Regions from separate parts of the Mus musculus genome. Here all the other regions are linked to region 3. A link is a contact called in public Hi-C and promoter capture Hi-C data. All regions are on one chromosome and are shown on one strand. Each heading gives the region's core, a stretch centred on a gene start, on an enhancer-like site or on the middle of the called end of the contact. The rest is flanking DNA. Distances are from core to core; before and after follow the strand shown.

Region 1 (3,739 bases), core at 745-3,244, 7.8 Mb before region 3:
CACACGGGCCCACAGAGTAATTGATCTACCACACAATAAAGATAAACCCCCACCCCCAAGTCCTCTAGTACAATGAAGGGGTCTCAGCCTACCATGGAAGGGAGGAGAGAGGAGCTATGAGTGACAGCACCATAAGGTAAGTTAGTATGGGAAGATTCGAGGTGTCAGGAGCACCCCTCAGAAGTTTAGGGACCAAGGATAGGGGGGTCCTTTCTGGTCCTGGTCTCCCAAGGCCAACTACAAGAGGAACTAGCCAGGGTGAAGGCCAGGATGATCTGGAATGAACCCGCTTAGAAATTCACTTGGGAACCAGGTGGTGGTGGAACACATCTTTAATCCCAGCACTAAGGAGGGAAAGGCTGGTGGATCACTGAGTTCAAGGTCAGCCTGGTCTACAGAGCAAGTTCCAGGACAACACAAAGAAACCCTGTCTTAAAAAACAAACAAACAGGAGAGAAAAAAAAAAAGAAAAGAAAATCACTTGGGAGCCGGTTGGTGCTGGTACACACTTTTAATCCCAGAACTGGGGAGGCAGAGGCAGGAGGATCTCTATGGGTTTGAGGCCAGCCTGGTCACATGCTGGGTGAGGGTCTCTAGGGAGACACCAGGGAACCCCAGCCATTCTTCACCATTGAATTTACTACCCACCTAGACAGTTCTCAAGGATCCCTCCCTCCCTCTCCCGAAAGACTGGGGTCCAATACAACCAGATTGTCCTGGCCAGGAGGAGCACAGGCCCTGTTGGGTTCTTAGCTGGTCCTTTGAAAGCACCCACAGGCAGACAACCCCCGCCCCTCCCCCACACCTGAGCAGGTACCCTGTAAACCCTGCTGATAGCTGGTATGGAAAGCTTTGTTCTTGGCAGATGTGGTCAGCTCCTGGAAAGCATGTTAGGAGACAGCCAGACAGAGCTCCAAGAACCTGAGACCTATTCCGAGGGCCTGAGTGTGTCCAGACTGTTGAGGGTCTAGGCCACAAAGACAGAAAGGGGGTGAGGAAACCAGGTGGGCCCCAAATAGTGTCAAGGCAGTAGGCGCCTCAGAAAGGTTCCAGAGAGAGAAAGTGTGGATTGCGGTGTTAGTGGAGGAACATGGATAAGCCAGTGGGAAGCCAGGCTCCAGATCCCCCAAGTAGTAGCAGTTCAGGAACGACAGTTGAATCGTTTAGACATCAAACTGAAGTCCAGGGAGCAATGGCTCTCAACTCATTCTCACCCAGCTATGACAGATGACAACTCCAAGTCCTGGGTTGCTCTTGGGTCAGTGACTTAGCCAGGGGTCAACAACAGTTGAGTCTAATTTCACTGGTGTCTTAAGGTATAGGTAAAAAGGACACAGGGAGACTGCTGTAGGCTGTGTCTACTTGAGCTGCTCAGGACGGAACTATGGGCATAATAGTCATCAACAAAGGACCTTTGGTAGTTGTGAGCAGCTAAAGGGACACTTTGTCAGATGGCCTTAGAGCAGAGGGACAAGTTCCCAGGAGGGAGGATCTAGGGTTTAGGAGGCTCTCATAAGTACCCAGCTAGGAGCATGAGATCTGAGCCTAGCTGATGGGCGAACACTCAAGGTGTGCTCCAGGGAGCTGAGGCTGGGTTGAGAGGTCTGAGGGCAATGCTTTCTCTGTCGCCCAGCCACGTGCGCATCGTGGCGCGCGAGCAGCGGGTGACGCACACAGAGCTAGTGTCAGCGTAGGCCTCAGGGCCGCACGACTGTCCTCCCGGACTTCCGCTTCTCAGAGGGGGCCGACTCCTCGCACACCCCCAGCCACAAACGCCCACGAAGAACGAGGGAACAACACGCGTAACTCGCGGAGCCGGAGAGTGACCTTCCTCAGCGCGGCCTGGGGGGCGAGGCTCGGAAGGCCCCGCCCTACGCTGCCATTGGCTGAGTCCCCGTGTCCTTTCAAAACCTCGATTTTCATTGGCTTATGCGGCCCCGCCCGCGCTGCCGGAGACATAAGGGGGCCGCCGCCCGCGCGCGAGCTGCGCGTGCGCAGGGCGGGTGAGAGCGCCGTGAAAGCCGCGGAACGCCGTGCACCTCCGCGACTCTACTACGGCAAGCTAGTCCGGACGGGTCGTCGTCCCCGCGCGCCACCAGCCCTTGGTGAAACGACAGGGAGCGTCCGGCTTCCCCAGCACCGCCCTGCGAGACTCAAAACAGCCACACCGCAAAGCGAGCCTCGGGCGGAAGGAGGCGGAGCTTCAGGCGGCCCCGCCTCCGCGGAAGGATACACATCTCCGTGGTCCAAAACCCCGGGGCGAGGCGGCCGGGGCGTGTGAGCTGCTCGGCCAGCTGCCGTCTACGCGCTTTCGCGCGGCCACCGGGCAACTGCGCCGCGCGGCTGCCCCGCTGAGCGCTCGGCCTCGGGGCCGTGGGATCCGCCGCGCTGTCTGCGGTCAGGAAGACCGCCCTCCCGCGTCCTTGCCGGACGGGTCAGAGGCGGCACCGCACGCGAGGCCACCCGCGATGCTGCTGTCCAAGTTCGGCTCCCTGGCGCACCTCTGCGGGCCTGGCGGCGTGGACCACCTCCCAGTGAAGATCCTACAGCCAGGTATGTGTGGGGACCAGGGAGGGGGCCTGGGCGGGGGCCGGGGGGTGGCTTTGGGTCATCATCAACCCGATTGTTTGTCCCACAGCCAAGGCTGACAAGGAGAGCTTCGAGAAGGTGTACCAGGTGGGCGCCGTGCTGGGCAGCGGCGGCTTCGGCACGGTCTACGCGGGCAGCCGCATCGCCGACGGACTCCCGGTGAGTCGTGGCTCCGGGCGCACCCGCGTGGACGATCGCCACGCTCGGCCGCCCGTCTGACCGCTCGCGTGTCGCCCCCTCTTTTCCCCGCAGGTGGCTGTGAAGCACGTGGTGAAGGAGCGGGTGACCGAGTGGGGCAGTCTCGTAAGTATGCGGGTGCGGGGCGTGCGGGTGCGGGGCATGCGGGTGTGGGTTGCCTTGGCTTTGTCCGATGACCGCCTTGTCCCCCAGGGCGGAGTGGCCGTGCCCCTGGAGGTGGTGCTGCTGCGCAAGGTGGGCGCGGCGGGCGGCGCGCGCGGCGTCATCCGCTTGCTGGACTGGTTCGAGCGGCCCGACGGCTTCTTGTTGGTGCTGGAGCGACCCGAGCCGGCACAGGACCTCTTCGACTTCATCACTGAACGAGGCGCCCTGGACGAGCCGCTGGCGCGTCGCTTCTTCGCGCAGGTGCTTGCCGCTGTGCGGCACTGCCACAATTGTGGGGTCGTGCACCGCGACATCAAGGACGAGAACCTGCTGGTGGACCTGCGCTCGGGAGAGCTGAAGCTCATCGACTTCGGCTCGGGCGCGGTGCTCAAGGACACGGTCTACACTGACTTTGATGGTGAGCAGGTGGTGCGGCGTTCCGGCGACTGTTAGGCGGCCACGCGCCACGCCTGGCTTACGGGAGGGGTGGGGGGGACTGGGGACACCGGGGTAGCCCTCTGCGGTGTGAGGGCGCAGGGTCTGGGGACGGTGGGTGGCAGCCAGGGAGACCCGCGATACGCGCGTGACGCAGGGCCCCCGCCAGCCGCCTCGGCGCCGTGGCCCCTCCCTGTGCCGGGGAGGGCGCTCGCGGGCCTCCCTTGCGTGCGTGCGTGCGTGCGGAGCGCGGGGGCGCCGCAGTAGAAATCCCCGCATTGCGGAGCGCGGGGAAGCCGGGGCTCCCCCACTCCTCTCCTCCCTCCTCCCATCTCTCCCGCCCCTCCTCTTTCTAAGCTCCTCTCCTCCCCTT
Region 2 (3,581 bases), core at 717-3,216, 7.9 Mb before region 3:
CTCTAGTGGCATCCCTAAGTCGAGATAGGTGCAAATCCAGGTGTCAGCACCATATCCTTCCCAAAAAGAACCACGGGCAGAAGCAACAGCTCCCAGATTAAAGACAAACATGTAATTTTCTCCTCTCCAGTAAAGTACTGTAGCCAGCCTGTCAAATCCCACATTCTTCTAGTGAGCACTGAAGGACTGTCTTTAAACCACTTTTCTACAAGAACTGAACCTAATACTTAATGGCCACAGCTACTCTGTAATTTGAAAAGGTAGTTGTGACCAGGGGAAAGCGGACATGTAACAGTACTGCCCGGCACAGTGACCAACAATCTCATCTACTTCCTCATTTTCATATACCCAGCACTTTACCCCTCTGGCTCTATGCAGGAACAAGCATCTCTCCACGGAGGAATCAGCAAAGGCAACAAGCATGCTTCTCCAGAAATCACTGGGCTAAACGCATCCTAAAAAGCTTTGCCGGCAAAACGAGGGGAAAGACTCCATGCTCAAAATCAGCTCCGTTCATTTCCGGCCCGGTTTGCGGACAAGCCATTTAAACTCTTCCTAGCTTCCACCCCTCACCGTAAAAGCACACAGGAAAGAGACACACCTTACTCTAAGGTGACCATCCGGAGAGAAAAACACAGACTCAGGACAGTGCACGCGACCCAACAAGTGATAAAACAGTAACTAAGTAATAGGGAAATTCTGTAACTACTTGTTACCAGATGACAGATACTCTAAAACAGTCGCAGCTGGGTGAAGTGAATGTCCTCCATGAAGGGGGGCCGTTTCCTAGGTGTGTGTAAGTGTGTCACAACTGCAGGGCACCATGAGGAGCTGCGTTTTCTGCAAATTAAGCGCACAGGAAAGTTGCTTCTCTCCTAAAGGCCCAAGAAAGCCGCGCACGCGCGCTCGTTTCTCGGCGTTTCCTGCACTCATCCACGGAGTTGTGGCGGAGCTGCGGGCTTGCTCCGGAGATACCAGGCCCCGCTCCACTTAGGAAATCTTCCGAGCCCGTCCCTCTTCAAGGGAGTTTCCTGTCTTGGCAAAATAGATCGGACCGATCTGTTACATAATGCGACCCGCTCCGCACCGCCAAGGCTACGGGCGAGGACGTGGGCAGACGCCACGAGACCCCAGGCCTTCCGCCTCCTCCGCTGTCCGACGCCCGGCCCCTCGGCCGCCCCAGCCGCCCAGACAGCCGAGCTGCCCAGAGCCCGCCCGCCCGGCCCGGCGGCCTCCCCGCCTACTGAGCCCTGCCGATCGCTCCATTCTCTTGGCCGCGCCTCCCGCGCCGCGGCGGCCTCCTTCTACTCCTCTGTCTCCCCGACCCCGCCGCGGCCTCCGTGTCCCTCTCCGCCCCCACCCGGCTGCGGCCTCCGCCTCCGCGATCTCGCCGCGGCCTCGCCTCCCGAACCCGGCCTCTTGGGCGAGCCGCCGGCACCGATCTCCGGCGTCCCCGGCCGCGCCGGCTCACGGCGGCGCACGTCCGCCCGGCCTTCTCGGTCCCTCCGGCTCCCGCGCCCGCCAGGCCTCACGGCCTCGGGGCCTCGCCGCCCCGACTCTCCGGCCTCCCCGCCCGCGGACAATGCGGAGCCGCCGCTGCCGCCTCCAAACATGGCGCCTGCACCTCCGCCCCGGCCGGCGAGGCGGGCGGCGAACGGCGACCGTCAGACACTCACCTTCGGGGGCGCCGCGGCCGCGGGAGCCCGGCGGGCGGGCGGGCGCGGAGGCCGGCGCGGCCGAGGCGGCGCTAATGGCGCCGCGGCTCCTCCGCCAACGGCCGCGCAGCCGTGCCCCGCCGGGCTCCGGGGCGCGCTCGGCCAGCGGCTCCGGGCCCGCAGGGCGCCGCGGCTCGGGCGGGGTCGGCGGCGCCGGCACGGCCGGCTGAGGCCGGCTCGGGGCCCGGCCGGGCGGAGGACGCGGACGCGGAGCTGCTCGGACGCCTGCCGAGGCGCTGCTCGCTCCCCAGCGAAGCAAACAATGCGGCGAGCGCTCCGCCCGGCGCGCTGCGTGCGAGACGCGCCCCGCCCGCCGCCGCCACGACGCGCGCCGCGCCAAGCCGGGATAAGGGGGCGGGGCGGGACGCGAAGGAGAGAGTGGGGTGACCAGGAAGGGTGTTAGGGTGGGGATCCGGATGGGGGAGGAGTGCTACAAAAGTGGGGTGACTAGGAGGAGAATTCTGGGGGAGACAGGCTAGGGTTCCTGAGGATGAAGGACTGCTGCTGTAAGAGAAGGGTAACCAGATGAATGGTGTTTACTATGGGGTCAATGGCACTGAGTAGAGCAAGAATGCTGACCCTAGAGAGCCAGGTGGAGTTTCCTGAGAGTGCTTGCTTTCCAAGGGAGTGGTATTTTGAGAGAATCAAGAGATGCATCCTAAGGGGGGGAAGTGGGGTTCTGATAGTGTCTGGTGACCAGCGTGGTTCACGGAGGATGAGTTAGGAGGGAATGGAAATGAGGGCCGTGATGGAGGGGATCACCAAACAAGGGTGGATTTATTTGAGGAATAAATGGCTAGGACTGGGGAACCCTAAGGTGGCACTAGAAAGGCATTAACAAGGGCACGAGGTCAGTGGTTGGGTAGAGGAGGGTATGGAAAGGACTTGAGGATGACTAGTGACTGGGACAAGTAGTAGCAATCTCAAACTATGGGCAGCCAGGTCTGGGGGCATGCCTCCAACTCAGGCTTTCCTCTTCTTTTCTTTCTTTCTGTCTGTCTGTCTACCTTTCTTACTTACTTTGGTGGTGGTGGTTTGATTGTTTGGTTGCCTGATTTTTGGTTTTGTTGTTTTGAGACAGACTCTCACTATGTAATTCTGACTGTAACTCACTATGTAGTCAGAGATCGGCCTCCCTAAAGGCATGGCCCACCACCCATGACTTAGGCCTTCCTCTTATAAGCATTGTACTCATAGAAGTATTTAAGCATTGACATCCCTACCAAGGAGCTGGTAACACTTACAGCAGTGGTTCTCAACAGTCCTATTGCTGCTGATCAATGCTGTGATGGCCTCCAGCCATCAAATTCTTTCACTTCTACTTTATAACTATAATTTTCAATACTGTTATGAATGTAAATATCTGATATGCAGGACCAAAAGGGTTGTGACCCACAGGCTGAGAACCTCTGCTGTAAAAGGCTTGAAGATTTTGAAATCAGGGCCCTTTGGGTTGGTGCTTAGGGACACTGGTCTTACTCTCCAGCTTGTTCCGTCTACTTTGTCCTTAGTTTAAAAGTTAGTGGCTTCTAGAGAATTTTCATTATGAGACTCATCTGTAAGTATTTTGAAATGGGGGTGAAGACTGGGTAGTTCTTTGGTTGCCTTGGAAGGCTTATGACAGGTGTCATGGTGATGAAGCACTAGTCATGTGCCTGTGACATTAGCCTGGACCTCTCAGGTAAACAGAAGAGCTTTTCATTCGTGAGCAGAGCTGCTCTCCTCCCCGCCCATGACAGGCAGGGCAGGCTCACAGCTCAGGATGTGGCACCAAACAGTTATTGGGACAAGGCAGACTTGCTCATCTGTGCCTTGCAGCTTTTGGCTGGCCACTACTCTTATCCCACTGTAGCCAAACTATGGGCT
Region 3 (3,908 bases), core at 545-3,044:
TACGCGATCCCCAAGCCAGTGTGCTTCCCACCGATGGAACAGGCTGGTGAGAACCCGGGTCCACGCCGCAGAGCGAGACACAAAGGGCTGGAGTAAGCGCCACCTTCCTCGGCCCGAGGCAGCTTGTGAAAGGCAGTTCGCGGCGTGACGCGCTTACCGCGAAATTCCTTTTGCCGCCATATGCACTCGAGTCTAGTGCGAGCACAGTTGGGCCGAAACCCAGCGGCGGGCGATGCACCGGGATCCGCGCGCTGTTCGCGAGGGTGCGGAGCAGTCCCGCACCCGGAGCCGGGCTGTCGCGGGGGTTGGGAGAGATGAAGACGGGCTACAAGAGATCTCCGCGCGTTTTCCTCCTCGCGTGGAGCGGACCAGTTTATAAGCGTTTTGCCGCAACGTTTGGGGCCAGGTGCGGGGGAGGGGAGACCAGGGCGCAAGGGTCCTGCGCAAGCAGTGGCCTTTTGTTCTCCCGCCCCACCGGACCAGGCTCTAGAGGAAGTAGCCTATCACTGGCTCTTCATTCGGGAGAGAGCCTCCAGAGAGGGAGAGGAAAGTGAGTCACTGCCAGCATCATCCCACTAACCGGAACGGAGACAGGGGCCGAGCCCGTGGAGGTGCAGCCAACGTGCACCTGTTTACCGCGCTGGGGAGCCGGTCTCCGAGGCTCCGCTGCCGGCCAGTCCCAAGATGCAGACTGATTCACTCCTCGGTGTACCTTATGCCCCTTACATCGCATGCTTGGTTCCTAATTCGCGAAAGTGACACCAGATCTGGTGGCACACTCCATCACCATAAAACCAGGTCTACAAAGTAAGGTACTGTACGCCACGGCGGTATCTGGAGTCCCTGCGTTCAGGGAAGGGCACCGGACTCCTGCCTTCTAGAAAGGCGCCGCGACGCTCTGCCCGTGTCCACGAGACATGGAGGCTGTCTGAGTTACCTCCTTCCCTTCCTGTTCAAACTCCCCTTCCCTCCAAGTCGCCGCTCCCTCTGCCCTCCAAAAGCACCTTACCTCGAGAAATAAAGGGAAAGGCGCCACCAAAGTGTCCGCCCTTCCAGGCCGTCCCCGGCAGTTAGATGTCCTTTTTTGTGTCAAGGACTAGCTAGGGAAAGGTGGCCCCAGGTCTGTAAGACTGGGCGGGGAGGATCCGCGTGGCGGGTTTCGGAGGAAGGTAAAAGGCCGGGTTACCGGCGACCTTCAGGAAGAGTGGCGTGGCCACAGCTCTCCTCCTCCTCCTCCTTTTCCACCACCACCTCCTCCTCCTCCTCCTCCTCCTCCTCCTCCTCCTCCTCCTCCTCCTCCTCCTCCTCCTCCTCCTCCCAGGGCTGGTTGCATCAGTTTCCCCCCACCCACACTCTGCCCGCCAGCACTTACATTCACACGCCCGGCGCGGAGGGGCTCCAACCTGACTCATTGGCTCCTGCGAGGCGCGTCGCCCTTTCTCTTCGGCAGTTTGGGGACGGGAGCGCGGCCTTTCAGACCATCATCCCTCCATGCCCGCGCGCCGGCGGAGTTGAGCTGTGTGCGGTAGAGCAGTGCGGGTCACATGCCGCTGGTCGCCGCGCCTTCTTGCTCCTCTTCCCCCCTGGGCTACCAGACCGCAAGGCGACCGCGGCTGGCGGACACCGAGCATCCAGGAAGGGCAGTGCGAGCGGATGCGCGAACAACGCGCTGGTGGTACCCGAGCATACGGAGGCTGCGGGCCTCCCGGCACCTGCCTGCGCCCTCCCGGGGCCTCAGCTGGGGCCACAGCTGCCGCACCCGCACCCTCGGGGTTGGAGGTGGAGCGGCTCACTCGCCCAGGCGGTGGCAGGGGGCCGTCTCTTGGGGTACGCCAGGGCCTCACCGAACGGAGTTGCATTGTGGGAAGGGAGCAGCGTGAGGGTAGCCCCGCGACCCAGGGGCGGTGGTGGACTACGGGACGCGCGGGGACACCTTTGGAAACCTGGACACCTACAGTCCCGCCCCCCCCCCCCCCAGAGCAGCTCTGGGGACCCCTTGGGACTCAGAGTGTGACAATAACCCAAGGGGTCTGCACCAATAGCCCTGCTGCCCCGGCCACGTGACTCTACCCTTGCTGGGCCTGGAAAAAGGAACAGGCTGAAAGCCATATCCGCCTCGGGTTACTTCTCCTGCCCCACTCTTTGTCTGAAGTGCAGCCCCTTAACTGACTGGCTGGCACAGTCGCTTCTCCTTAAAATGGCGACAGGAAATCCCACCTACACACCAGCCAATGAGACCACCACCACCACGGAGTCTGCCGCGTGGAAGCCTGAGTCCCTCTCATCCGGATGGCTCCTGTTTTGGGTCCGGCCGGAGATTCATCAGCCTGACCACTAATAAATTTTAACCAAGAGGATTTTATTCAGACACTGACGCCGAGATGGAATTCCGAATGTAGCACCCAGACACCTCAGCCAAGGGTTTACAAAGGCAAAGAATACAAAGCTTCAATCTGTTCTCTTGCAAGCTTGTTTACAGAAGCAGAACCAGCAGTTAAAAAAAAAACCATAATAATAATAATAATAAAGATTAACCCCTAGTAGCGCTTAACATTTGGAGGTCGAAATTTGCTTTAAGCACAGAGATTTTTAAACATAAAGTTAGCCATCAACATGTTAGCCATCACTGTTCCATCAAAACAAGAAATGGCGGTTGAATCATGATTCAAAAATGACTCTACCTGGAGCCTTTCAAGAGGCTGAGTAATGAATGCTGTTTTGCGGTGCTTACAGATTTTCAGTCTCCTCTGGGAAAGTGGGGGGCCAACCAAGATTTAAGCTTTTTAGTGGCTGGTATTCTTGCTCCCTTCCAATGGCCGTAAATGGTCGTGGTGAGTTAAACACTGGCTTCCAAAGAAACAAGTGGGAGGTGTGTTCTTGAACATGCCTGGAAACCGGAAGGTCACTGCAATCAGAAGGGCAGTTTCTTCCTCAAACACAGCATCTCCCCCCACCCCCCACCCCATTTTTTTTTTGTCCTGTTGCTCCTTCTTTGTGTGAAAAACTTATGTATTATAGTAACACTCTAAGTTTACACCGAAAGTCCATTCTTTTTACCTTTCTTCCTAGAGGAAGTCAAAATTTACGATTTTGTTACGATTATGACTGAATAAGTTACCCTGAATAGGTATATGGGCCAGTAGCAGACTCAATTAACCTGGACTAACCCCCCCCCGCCCCCGCCCCCGCCCCCGCCCATACACCTGCTGATATGAGGTCCCCAACACATATATATATAGCAGAGGACTGCCCGGTCTGGGTTCAGCCAGAGAAGATGCACCTAACCCTCAAGGGACTGGAGGGCCCAGGAGTTTAGAGGTCTGGTTGGGTGGGGGTTGGGTTCTAGGGACATCCTCGTGGAGGGGGGGTAAGGGGGGCGGTATGGGATGTGAAACTGTTGGAGGGAGAGTGGACTGAGAGGGGAATGGGGTCTGGAGTGTAAGTAAATAAATAAATAAATAAATGAAGTATTTTTAAAACTATGTTTAAAAAAAAAAGCCTGTTGAAGGTTGTGCGTCTTTTAAAAAAAGATGTACACTCATGGGTGTTGCAGAGAACATGATCCCAAGCCTTTTAGCTCAGGATGTTACTTAACTTGCCAGCTCCTGTACACAGAACGACTAGTTACTCAGGGCTGTTCGAGCTGAATGAAATAGGAACCCAGCTCGTCCTACTCACTAGCTTCTCGGCTACACGCTTTCTATGCTTCTCGGCTACGCACTCTCGCTGTTTTCACATTTAATCCTCTTCACTTTAGTTGGGTATTAACTGTCCTTTCTGAAACGAGAAAGCAGATCCACAGAGGAGGGAACATTGACCGTATCGGCAGAGGAGGGGACGGATTCCCACTCGAGTCTGATTTAAAAGTCCATGGGCAGTCTTTAGAAGCACAGACCACCCCAGACATG

Evidence for each region. Promoter capture Hi-C pulls out the DNA fragments that hold promoters and counts their contacts. Hi-C and Micro-C count contacts between places; a contact is called where the count stands out from the background.
Region 1: a Hi-C map of B cells shows a contact between it and region 3, with 6 read pairs. The contact joins the promoter of Pim3 here to the promoter of Slc38a1 in region 3.
Region 2: a promoter capture Hi-C map of cranial neural crest shows a contact between it and region 3. The contact joins the promoter of Brd1 here to the promoter of Slc38a1 in region 3.

The regions. Positions count from the first base shown.
Region 1 is chr15:88,860,200-88,863,938 of GRCm38.p6, forward strand. Pim3 (proviral integration site 3) reads left to right here and starts at 1,995. Exons shown (of 6, transcript NM_145478.2): 1 at 1,995-2,553; 2 at 2,639-2,748; 3 at 2,842-2,892; 4 at 2,980-3,349. The coding sequence starts at 2,469. Gm33049 reads left to right here. Exons shown (of 3, transcript XM_006521646.3): 3 at 1,634-2,307. The coding sequence ends at 2,281.
Region 2 is chr15:88,732,253-88,735,833 of GRCm38.p6, forward strand. Brd1 (bromodomain containing 1) reads right to left here and starts at 1,967. Exons shown (of 13, transcript NM_001033274.3): 1 at 1,677-1,967. It overlaps Gm41377 (a long non-coding RNA gene), which reads left to right and starts at 1,869. Exons shown (of 3, transcript XR_875560.2): 1 at 1,869-3,581.
Region 3 is chr15:96,641,119-96,645,026 of GRCm38.p6, forward strand. Slc38a1 (solute carrier family 38, member 1) reads right to left here and starts at 1,795. Exons shown (of 16, transcript NM_001166458.1): 1 at 1,373-1,795.